Linked DNA regions of Gossypium raimondii: region 1 is linked to region 2. A link is a contact called in public Hi-C data. All regions are on one chromosome and are shown on one strand. The core of a region is the stretch at or near the end of the contact, and the rest is flanking DNA. Distances in the headings are between cores, read along the strand shown.

The links. Hi-C and Micro-C count contacts between places; a contact is called where the count stands out from the background.
Region 1: a contact with region 2 is called in a Hi-C map of leaf, with 6 times the contacts expected there. The contact joins the promoter of LOC105799523 here to the promoter of LOC105799567 in region 2. A contact is called at or near these places in 2 of 2 Hi-C or Micro-C datasets (both in leaf).

Annotation. Positions count from the first base shown.
Region 1 is chr7:20,789,371-20,794,900 of ASM2569854v1, reverse strand. LOC105799523 reads right to left here and starts at 3,818. Exons shown (of 8, transcript XM_012630135.2): 1 at 3,268-3,818; 2 at 3,061-3,162; 3 at 2,891-2,972; 4 at 2,768-2,787; 5 at 2,566-2,626; 6 at 1,955-2,025; 7 at 1,621-1,728; 8 at 1,170-1,489. The coding sequence starts at 3,651. The coding sequence ends at 1,427. It overlaps LOC105799496 (zinc finger protein CONSTANS-LIKE 9), which reads left to right. Exons shown (of 5, transcript XM_012630123.2): 5 at 1-302.
Region 2 is chr7:20,557,230-20,562,422 of ASM2569854v1, reverse strand. It overlaps LOC105799567, which reads right to left and starts at 1,821. Exons shown (of 1, transcript XM_012630203.2): 1 at 1-1,821. The coding sequence starts at 1,464.

The DNA.
Region 1 (5,530 bases), core at 2,569-5,068, 230 kb before region 2:
TGTTCTCTGCGCTTCTATAAAAGCAGCGGCGGCTGCTGCCGCCATGACATGCTAACTTAAAATGTCCAATCACAGCTGAATTTCATGCAGCTGTAATTTTGTTCTTCTTGCTTCCTATTCATAAATGCATAGCTTAGATCCTTTGAATGTACAGTATAGGATTTAACTGTTTTGCACTTAGGATGAAATCTTGTTACCTGTACAAAGTAGAAAAAAAGCAAAAATTCGTTACATTCTTTTGTTTCCCCTAACTGAATGCGAACAGAGATTATTTTTATATTTTATATATGTATGTTTTAAAATATTCACTTTACAATGTTACCAATGCTGCTGCAATTTGACGGGGAGAATATGGGTTAGTTTAATATTGAATCTGAAAAATTTTTCGAGTTAACGAGTCTTATTTTAATATTCTAACTTGATTTAAATATTTTTGAATAAAGTTAAATTTAAAAATTAAACATGTCAAAATATTATCTTGTTACAATATAATTAATTTCATGTAAGAGGATGTAAATTTCTTAAAAAAAGCATACTTTAGCACGATAAACTTAAATTTATAATTTACTTGTCTAAGTCCTCAAAATTAGTCTTTAAATTTTTTTAATTTTAAACATTTTTATATATTTTTAGATTATTGAAAATTTTTAAGTTTAAAATTATATATAATTTTGGAACTTTAATAGATATTTTGCATTTTGAGAAACACTTTATTGAAAAGCTAATTTGCTCATTTTCAAAATTAGTAGAGAGACCAAAAATATTTATATCAATCTATTATTTGAGTTATTCGGATTATTCAAATAATTCAAATTATAAAATTCAACTAAACTCAAAACTTAGAAAATTAAATTACATATTCAAATTGACTCAAATAACTCAATTTAATTAATTCAAATTAAATTTTGCTCACCCTCGGCAGCGATGTTATAGTTCTTGCTTCCTTCGATTCTACCAAGGATTTCATCAGATTCTACCAATGCCATGTAGCATTAATTATGAATTTTTCTATGTACTTCCGTGTTAAGTTATATATATATATATATATATATATATATATATATATATATATATATATATATATATATATATATAGCATTGAAATATGGCAACGCCTGCTGGGATTTCGAATATTTGATGAGCTTTCAGCTGAGTGCTATCTACAGATATACACATCAAAGCGAAAAGGGGAGATGGTTTGAAATTTGAAGTTCAAAGGTAGTCTTAAATCTCATACAGCGGACAAGCCTGACTTGCAGACAAAATCATAGGAATGGAGAATGGAGTATCCAAACACATCATCAGCCAAAATAGAACCATTTGCCTCTGACTTTAACTCATTTATAATGTTAGATGATAAATAGACCATTATATCTATGACCGAACTATAAGAGATAACCTTTAAGCTTCTTAAATTCGGATGAAATTAATCATCATCTGACCCACTATCTTCAGACATCCTTCCAGCATCATCAGCTATGCCTGCTTCCTGTGAATCACACACAACTTTGTCAGTCTCTCTGCTTATGGTTAAATACACATGTGCATCTAATGTCTGTTTCTGTGAAAGAACGAGGGGTACATGACTAGTCAACATTCAAGAGAATTGAATATTCTTACAGCTGTTTTATCCCAGTTCTTCAACTTAGGATTTGTTAGCATGTAATTATCACGCAATGGTGCCCAAGCAGGTTCTTCCTCGTTCCTAGGATCAGAAGATGTATTACCCTGCATGTCATAAAACTCGTAATAAACATTTTGAGCAAAAGTTAGCTCAGACAAGATAATAAACATATTTTTTTATGCAGTTAGCTTAGACAAGATAATAAACATACACTAAGTTTTAGTAGATCACCAACAATCTCCAAAAGTGCTTGCCAAAAAGAGAGGAGGATAAATGGAATGGTATAGGAGAATGCAATAAAACCTGTAAAATAGTTAAGAGGTAACCAACCTTACTGGAAGAGTCGCGTGATGTCTTGCCTAGTTCTGAAAAGAAGGCTTCCTTCCTTCGCCTCCTTATCACTAGCAGGGTGCACAAAATACAAAATCAGATGGCGGCAACGGGAGGAGGATTTACATTAAATATGTAGAGAAAATGTTTGGTCAAAAATTCATTCACGAGGAATCTCTATAAGTAATAGAGATGACAATAATGAAAACGACCTAGATAAAATTTCAGTCTCATGAGTATTGGGTTTCAAAAGCATAACATATTTGAAAATTTGAATCAATCATGACAAGGTCCATTCATCTTTGTAACTTTATGCCATGCATAGCACTGGAAAGGCAAATATAAGAGAAAGATGTGTGTTTACTCTTCACTCTAGAACTAATGATTATGCTATTGGCTTCAAAGCTGAAAGCACAGAGTATTCACCATTTGATGAGAAAAAAAGTGGAAATACTGTGCATACATAGATACATATACATATTTACAACGGGCTTGCAGCCCTAGTGAGGTAAATCACTGCGTACATACGAATGAGATGATCATATTGTTATAACCTTGCAAATTTCCAGTGATGTATTAAACTTATATAGCCATAGAGATTATCAGCATACCTTTTGCATCTTTAGACCTTGAAGGGTCCAGTCCTTTCTGAGCCTTTTGTGCTTTGTTCACCTACATGATATATGAAAGAACAAAGTTCACACCCAACTTGGTCGTAATAAAAATCAACCTAATATCTATCAAGACAAAATCAAATCCTAATATGTTTATGGTAAAAAAGAAATTGGGTAAGGCTTCCCTAAAACAACTTACAGCATTGAATAACTTCACCACTGAAATCCCAACAAAACATAAACAACAAAACTTAATTAGTATGAGAAAGAAATTGCAATGAACTAAACATCATATATACATTTGAAGAAAAATATATATTACCTCCTTTTGTAGCAATACCAATGAGAAACTTTTCATGTGAATCCAAGTAATTAGCAGGCTTGAAATGCCCCTTCTCTGCAACCTGTAACATTAATAACACATGAATAAAATGGCATAAACAGCAAAAGTCATGGTAAAAACCTTAAGTATAATTATTATAGGAAAAATACCAAATGTTTTTCTTTTTTAGCCTCTCCCTTAACTTTCCTTTCAGCTTCCTCCTCAGCTAACTTCTTTGCCACAAGCTGCTTATGCCCTGATAATACTGGACCCTATGAGAAAATTTCAGAAAAAAATCAGTCTTTGGGGGGGAAAACAATTTTTTTATTTATTTATAGTAAAATGAGAAACACCCAAGTAGATAAAACTAGCTTTACCAATGAATCATCAGCAACATTCCTCTTTATAATGTTCTTAAATGCCAACCTGAAAGCTCTAACACCGTCAGTAAACTTCATAACCCCAGGTTGAATTTCAACTTCTTCTGAACCATCATTTTCTTCAGAAGAATTATCATCGCCGCGGCCGATCCGGGTATCACCGAGGGCTTCCTCCCCCTCCTCACGCTCCTCCTCGTCATCGTCGGAATTATATTGACGGGCACGTTTTTCAAACAGATTCCTCATTTTCTTACTTAATCTAAGCTTTTTCCCTTTGCCCTCTAACATCTTAAGCTTCTTATTCTTAGGCTTCTTACCTTTCTTTTTACCCATATTTCTTTTCCTTTTCCCAACTGCAGTGCTGCCTTCCTCCATCATCATCTTCTTCCTTTCCACACAAAATACCCAAACAAAAGGAAGAGAGATTTGCAATCAAAACCCTTACTAAACCCTAGTTAGACAGAGAACAAAAGCGGAGAAGACGAGGTTTTTTTCAATGTGCTCTTGTATGGGTTCTTTTCTCTCCTTTGGTTTAGGGGTCTATTAACCATTTTTCATGGTTTCTGCTTTTCTTTGCTTTGGGTTTATTCACCATTTTATGGGCCTTTTTCATTTGCAGCTATTTTATGGGCTTTTCCTTAACCTCATTTTTTTGTAAGCTTTTTAATTTTAGAATTAAAGAATTACTATATATTCTTTTTATTTTCAAAATTATTTTATTTTTATAATATATTTCAAATAAGACATGGTATCTTGCTAATTTCGTTTAGGCATAATGACTTATTTCGCCATTCAACTTTACAAAAAAAGTCATTTTAGCATTCATTTAATTTTTCGTCTCTTTTAGTCTTTAAACTTGCATTGTTTGTCAAATCTCTTCAAAATGAATAGAAAAATTAACATTTGTTAACTTTGCTAACGTGATATACACGGATGCCACATCAACAACTAATCATTTATTTTTATTTGAAAAAAATTAAAAATTATTAAATAATATAAAACTTATTTTTTATAGTAAAAAATTTAATTAATTGCTAACATAACATATACATGGACTGCTACATGGATGCCACGACAATAAAGTTAACGAATATTAACTCTTCCATCTATTTTGAGGTGATTTGATAAACAATACAAATTCAAAAACTAAAATGGGTGAAAAATAAAATAAGGAGTTAAAGATAATTGCTTTTTGTAAAGATAGAGGACCAAATAAATTATTATGTCTTTCATTTTTGACTCGAGACTAAGGTTTTCTATATGGTGATAGTTTTGAAAGTGTTAATCATTTAAAATCTAGCGAAATTTTTGAGGTTTTTATTTTATTTTTTAAAATTTAAAATTACATTTGATAAATAAAAATTTGTTTTAATAATGAAAACATGAGAAATAAAACATTTTTTACATTTATATTAATTGAATCAGGATACCAAATTTAATATTTGGAAAGTTGTTAAAAGAATATTTTTGTATTTATATAGGTTTGATCCGTTCTTTTAAAGTTAAAACCCTTAAGCTTAATATATCATTTGGTATTTGAATTTGACACTTTTTTAATATAGTATTTATGTTATTTTTTGGTCCAATTTTGTACTTGTATTTGACAAAGTTATATATTTTGACACTCAAGGTGGTGGTGTTAGTTTTTATTCTTTGATTCGACTTTTAGGGTTGAAAGTTAATTGTTAATATTATTAGGTTTGAATTCTTCGTGATTTTGTTAATAGAATAAATTTAACATTGATTGTGGATTTTTTAGTTTTACGTTTAATTTATCAAAATAATCCGACGAATGTGATTTAATTCAGGTTTTAGAATTGATTTGATAAAAGTTAATTATTAATAGTATTAGCTAATTATGAATTTTCATTAACTCGACTCTAAAACCTAGATTAAACACTAAAAAGTTAACACAGTCATTTTTAGTATCAAAATATATAATTTTGTCAAATACAAGTACGAGATTGAATCAAAATGAATCCAGATATCAAATTATGTATTAGCCAAATCCCTTACTTTCATAATTTTGCTTTTATAAAAACATTTTAGAAAACAAAATGAAAATGAAAATAGTCTCTGGAGGCTTAGATTGTTAATTCAATTTTATGTTAATTCGTGTTCATATGATTTTTAGTTGTATTGACTTATAAAATAATCGAATTTAAAATATATTGAATTATGACACATATGAAATATATAATTTAATGAATAATAATTTTAACAAATAAAATAATTTTAAAATAATTTTTAAAAATATTAT
Region 2 (5,193 bases), core at 572-3,071:
ATCAAAGAAGGATGTATCAGGTTCATTTGTTGCAATATAAACATTCCTCCCATCTTCAATCTTATTCTGCAAGGTTGAGATAAGGGCATCAGGTGAGGTATCTTGGGCAAGATTAGGCCACAGGTCCCTGTTCCTCGCCTTCTCCCCTCTCACAATGTGAACAGAGTCATAATCCCAGTTCAACTTTGACGCAATTGCCGACACTATATCCATCAACCTCCTTGATTTCCATACCAGATGCCATGGCCTTTGAACAACAGACTCAGTCTCTCCTTCACAAACCCTGTACCAGTAATTATCGGGCTCCACCAATCCAAACTTTCTCATAATCAAAGAATCCTTTACCTCAGAAAGCTTCATTGGCGTCACCCTAAAATCCTCAACAAGATGAAGACTCAAGCCATCTTTCTTTTGCCATTTATTCCAGTCTTGCCAAAACTGCTCGTGATCCAAAACTGATGCGGCCTCCTTCAGATGCTCAAAATCAAAGTAAAACCTGAAATCCTTCCCTTCCTCATCCTGATTTGAGGAAGTATAAATTGAAGATAAACAAAGTTTCAAATCCATAACCAAAGTCCGATTCAAATATTGCGCTTCACCCAATGCACACAAGAAGCTCCACAAGTAATGGTTCATGCTCTTGCACCTATCTCCACCACCTACATAAATCAAATACTTCCCACGACTAAATGCATTTTCAGACTCGACCACTGGAAGCAAATCATTCACTGTTTCCCCAACAACAGGCAAAGCCGCAACAACTTGCTCCTGCCTACCAGATGTCTTCTCAAATCCAGGCTTTTGATTCTTATTCTTCCTCTTCCTTGCATTCACACCTGAATGATAATCCCCAATGCTCAACACACTAAGTGTACAATTCTCAGATCTATTAATCACAAACCGCCTATAATCCTTATAAAAAGCAGCTGTCTTCCCTTCCTTAGGCCTAAACCGCCAGGCCATATCACAAGTATTCTCCTCAGGCCCTGGTGCTGGCTTTCCAAACCGATAAAAATGTATATCCTTAAAACGCTCAATAGCCTCCTTCATCATCAAATGGAACACTTCTGGGTCCCTACAATTAAGTGGTTTTCTCGGATCACCCTCGCATTCGGATGAACTAGTTTGGTCAGTACGCGCCTCCTTGATTTCTACTACATCCGTCACATTGATAAAAGTGGCAAATGCAGTCTGGTTGGCGGCCATAAAGTCCTCTCCGGTTTTAACAACCGTGTTATCCGATTGAAAGGTGGCATTTGATGTGGAAGTGAGGAAAGTCGTGAGCTTGGTGGAAGGGTGGAAAAGAGGGTCCTCAGGCTCATAAGTAGCAGCTATAATGGTGAAAACTAGGACACCAATTACAAATATAGTGAAACAAAGATTGCCAATCATATGCAAAGCATTTTGTCCTAGATTCTCAGGCCTAAAGCTTCCAGTTCTAGATAACCCAGGACGACCCAACATCCTGAATGAGCTAAAATGACCTTACAATAAACTAAATCTAGTTAATAAGGAAAAAGCAAAAGAACCCAAACTACTAAAATTCAAGAATTCAGCAATAAGATCAAGGCTCTACAGATCTGGGGTTCATAGATCTTGAAACTCAAAAAGCGGCAAGCAATCTAAAGAACTTGACTTACCTTTCTGAAGGTGAGGCCAAAAGCAAAGAGAAGATGCAGTGATGAAATTGAAAATCAGATTTCCTCTCTCTCATACAGTTAATGGGACAGTGGAGTGCGAGCTGGGGCTTAGTAAGATTTGCACTCAGTTTCTGCAACTTTATTTTATTTTGTTTTTTTTTTTCCTTTAAATTTGCCCCAGTCAAAAAGAGTAGATAGGTGATGATTCATTAAACTACAACGGAGAGGGAATACTCTGAGCATGGAGCGCATTGCACACTTGATCATGATGGTTACACGTGGATTGTAAGATTATGTCGACGGCTAAGATATGTGGGCAGGCGAAGTAATTTGATTGTATTTTTTGGGTTAGAGTTGACGCTTGAGATATTCACCGACAAAGCGTAACATATAATTTAAAACTTTTTTATTTAGTATAAAAAATTATTATTTAAATTTTTAATTTACATTATTTTTCGATTCATCTTAAAATGAAAAAAAATTAATATGGCATACTGTAATAAGTTAATAGACATTAATTTTTATTTATTTTAGGTGATTTAACAAATAATATAAATTTAAATGTTAAAAAATAAAATATTAAATAAAAATTATTTTTTGTAAACTTGAAAGACTAAATAAATTATTATATATATTTTTACAACACCACTAGCTAGAAAATGATAGATAGGTAAAATGTTATAAAACCTGAAAACTTTGTTGTGTTTTTTAGAATAATTTAATAAATTTTAAGGATATATAAAATATTTTGATGTTGTATTAATTTTAAAATTTTAACTTTATACCCAAATTTTTAACAGTGTATAATATAAAAGCTTATAAACCTCTAATCAATTTTCGATTTACTCGTTGAATCATTACACTATTCACATTATATAGATTTTGATAGAATATATAAACATAACGTGAGAATAGGTTTTTACTAACGAAGTTGGCTAAATTAGGCTTAAAAGCGGATTTTTTTAATTAAGTTTTTAAGTCATTTTTAATATAGGGAAATAGACCGTTTTAAAAGGGGGAAAGGGAAAACATGTTCGATTGGGCATGCCTTTTATATAGGTGGAAGAAAAGTTCGTCTAGCTGAGCGCGCTTTCCTACCACCTATACAGAAAGCTCACCTAATTCAACGCGCTTTCCGTCAACGTTCATATGACTGTTGCCCTTGCAACGGTAAAAAAAAAAATTAAAAGGGCCAACGGTGAAATTTTTTACCTATAAATGCCCCCAAAATAATTTTTTTCACTTACATCCTATTCTGAATTCTTTCTAATCTCTTAACTCTCTCAATTTTTTAAGTTTTTGTTCAAAATTTTTTGATATTCTCGTGTTAAAATATTAGTTTTTTCTTTAAATTATATTGTATTTGATTTGTTTGGATTAAGTTTTCACGAATGACAACCTCTCTAATTCGTTTCGACAATAAGCACATTTTCGCCGCTCAAGCAATAATGGTAAAATGAAAATTTAATTTTCATTATTTTCGATTAAGTTAAATTTAAAAAATATTTTTTATAAATTAAATTTTTTTGTCTTTATAAATAGGTGGACGATTGTGTTTTGGAGGCATTCATACATAATTCGGCAAAGCTTCTGATCCCTTCCATTCATGGTTATTTGCAAGAGTTGAGATTTTTGCATGCGTCTCATATGCTTAGGGCTGCAAACTCAATCCTAGACTCATCAGTGCATTATTGGAAAGATAGAGGCCCACTCATTTTCCATCTTCCATGCGGCGAGTGTACAATCACACTAGAGGACGTGGCATTACAACTTGGTTTGCTGGTAGATGGGTCGATCGTCATGGGAGCAACGATCATTCCCGGTAAAGAGGATTACTATGCAACATTATTGGGGAAGGTCCCAACAAGTTTGATGGCGGTTGGATATCGATGAATTGGTTGGCGAAAAAATTTGATAAGCTTCCCGTAGATGCAATCGAGGTCGTCAAAGAATAATACTCCCGAGCATTCATCCTTCTGTTAATCGGGGGCATTTTAATGCCCAAAAAATCTTGAACACATTAGGTGGCTACTACACCTAGTAGACTTCAAAGAATATGGAAAATCGAGTTAGTAATCAGCTGTGTTGGCCACATTTTACTGGGAGCTGTGTTGGGCCACGGAACCGGATAAGATGTCAATCGGTGGTTGTCTGCTCCTGCTGTAGTCGTGGGCCTAGTAGCGGCTACCATTGTTACGTCCACGAGTGAACGACCCATACATGTTTCTGTTGGTGACAAGGTAAAGATAATTTATTAATAAATACTTAGTTTGTACGGTAAGTGTTTTTATTTATCATATGTTTGAACTAACATATCGCTTTTATAGGTGGAACCATGGGCTGATTTGTTACTTATGCTACTGTTAGATCAACACTCGGAAGTTAGAGTTTGTTACTTATTCTTTCGAACCTATATTAATCATGCAATTATTTGTAAAAAAAACTTTATAAATAACGAAATTTACAATTGTTCATTTCAGTTTGAATAGATGCTATACGCCGACACCATATCTTGTATCCCAACGGAAGTGTTGGACAATCGGAGGATGTGGAACGCGAATGTGTCATTGATAGTGTATGCGACAGTGGAAATGCAAGAATCAGGCCAAGTAATGTGGTAGTTTGGGTGGAGGCAACAAATTCCTCTGCCATCGCAAGACTTGAAGGAGCTGCACAAGGTGGACATACGCGAGAAGAACGATGAGAATTGGCGAAAGGTGCACAAGGAGTACATCGAGGCTTAAGATCGTAGGATGAATTGGGTTTAAGCAAGGGTTGAAAAATATACCTTTTGAAACTAAAAAATGACGAATAGTGTTGTTGATAGGATCCTCTTCGTAGATGTTTATTCCAAGCCGCAACAATAACGTCTCGGCCTGTATGTAATCCACCCAGTCAAAGAACGAACAACAACCTATTGAACTTTTCAGAGAGTATTATTTTCAAATGACTGCTAGACCTTTTTGTTTTATATTTTCTCTTGGTAACCCTAACACATTAAGGGATTATTTCTCCTTTTATTTTCTTTGATATCATATATAAAAAATAGGATTATTTCTTTATTATTAGAGAAACAAATGGAAAGTCAAGAAAAAAATTATATTCTTTCCAAAAGAATATCACTTTCCATACCCTTTTATAATTTGACCGAAGTTATTATAACTGTTTGTATTAATAATTTCAATAAACTATATGCAATTAACATTTTATATAAATCAAATTCATATATTAATTTTAACTATGTTCTCTATTTGTGTACAACAAGTTTGTATGTATAATGTGTTCAATATATAACCATTAAATTAAATTAATTCAATAATTAATTTAATGCTGTGACAGCAAAATACAATACCAAATGTATTTGGATTCTGTTCGCTTCAACTATAAGATGTAACCATGTAGTTACTTGTAACATTAGTAGTAATACTAGAACGTTTCTAATATTACAAGCAATGAGTGGCATCTAGTAATGCGTCATTGCTACCCAAGTTACAAGAAGTCGTGATTCGACATAACCTTTCTGTGGAAATTTTTTCATGTATTATATTATTTT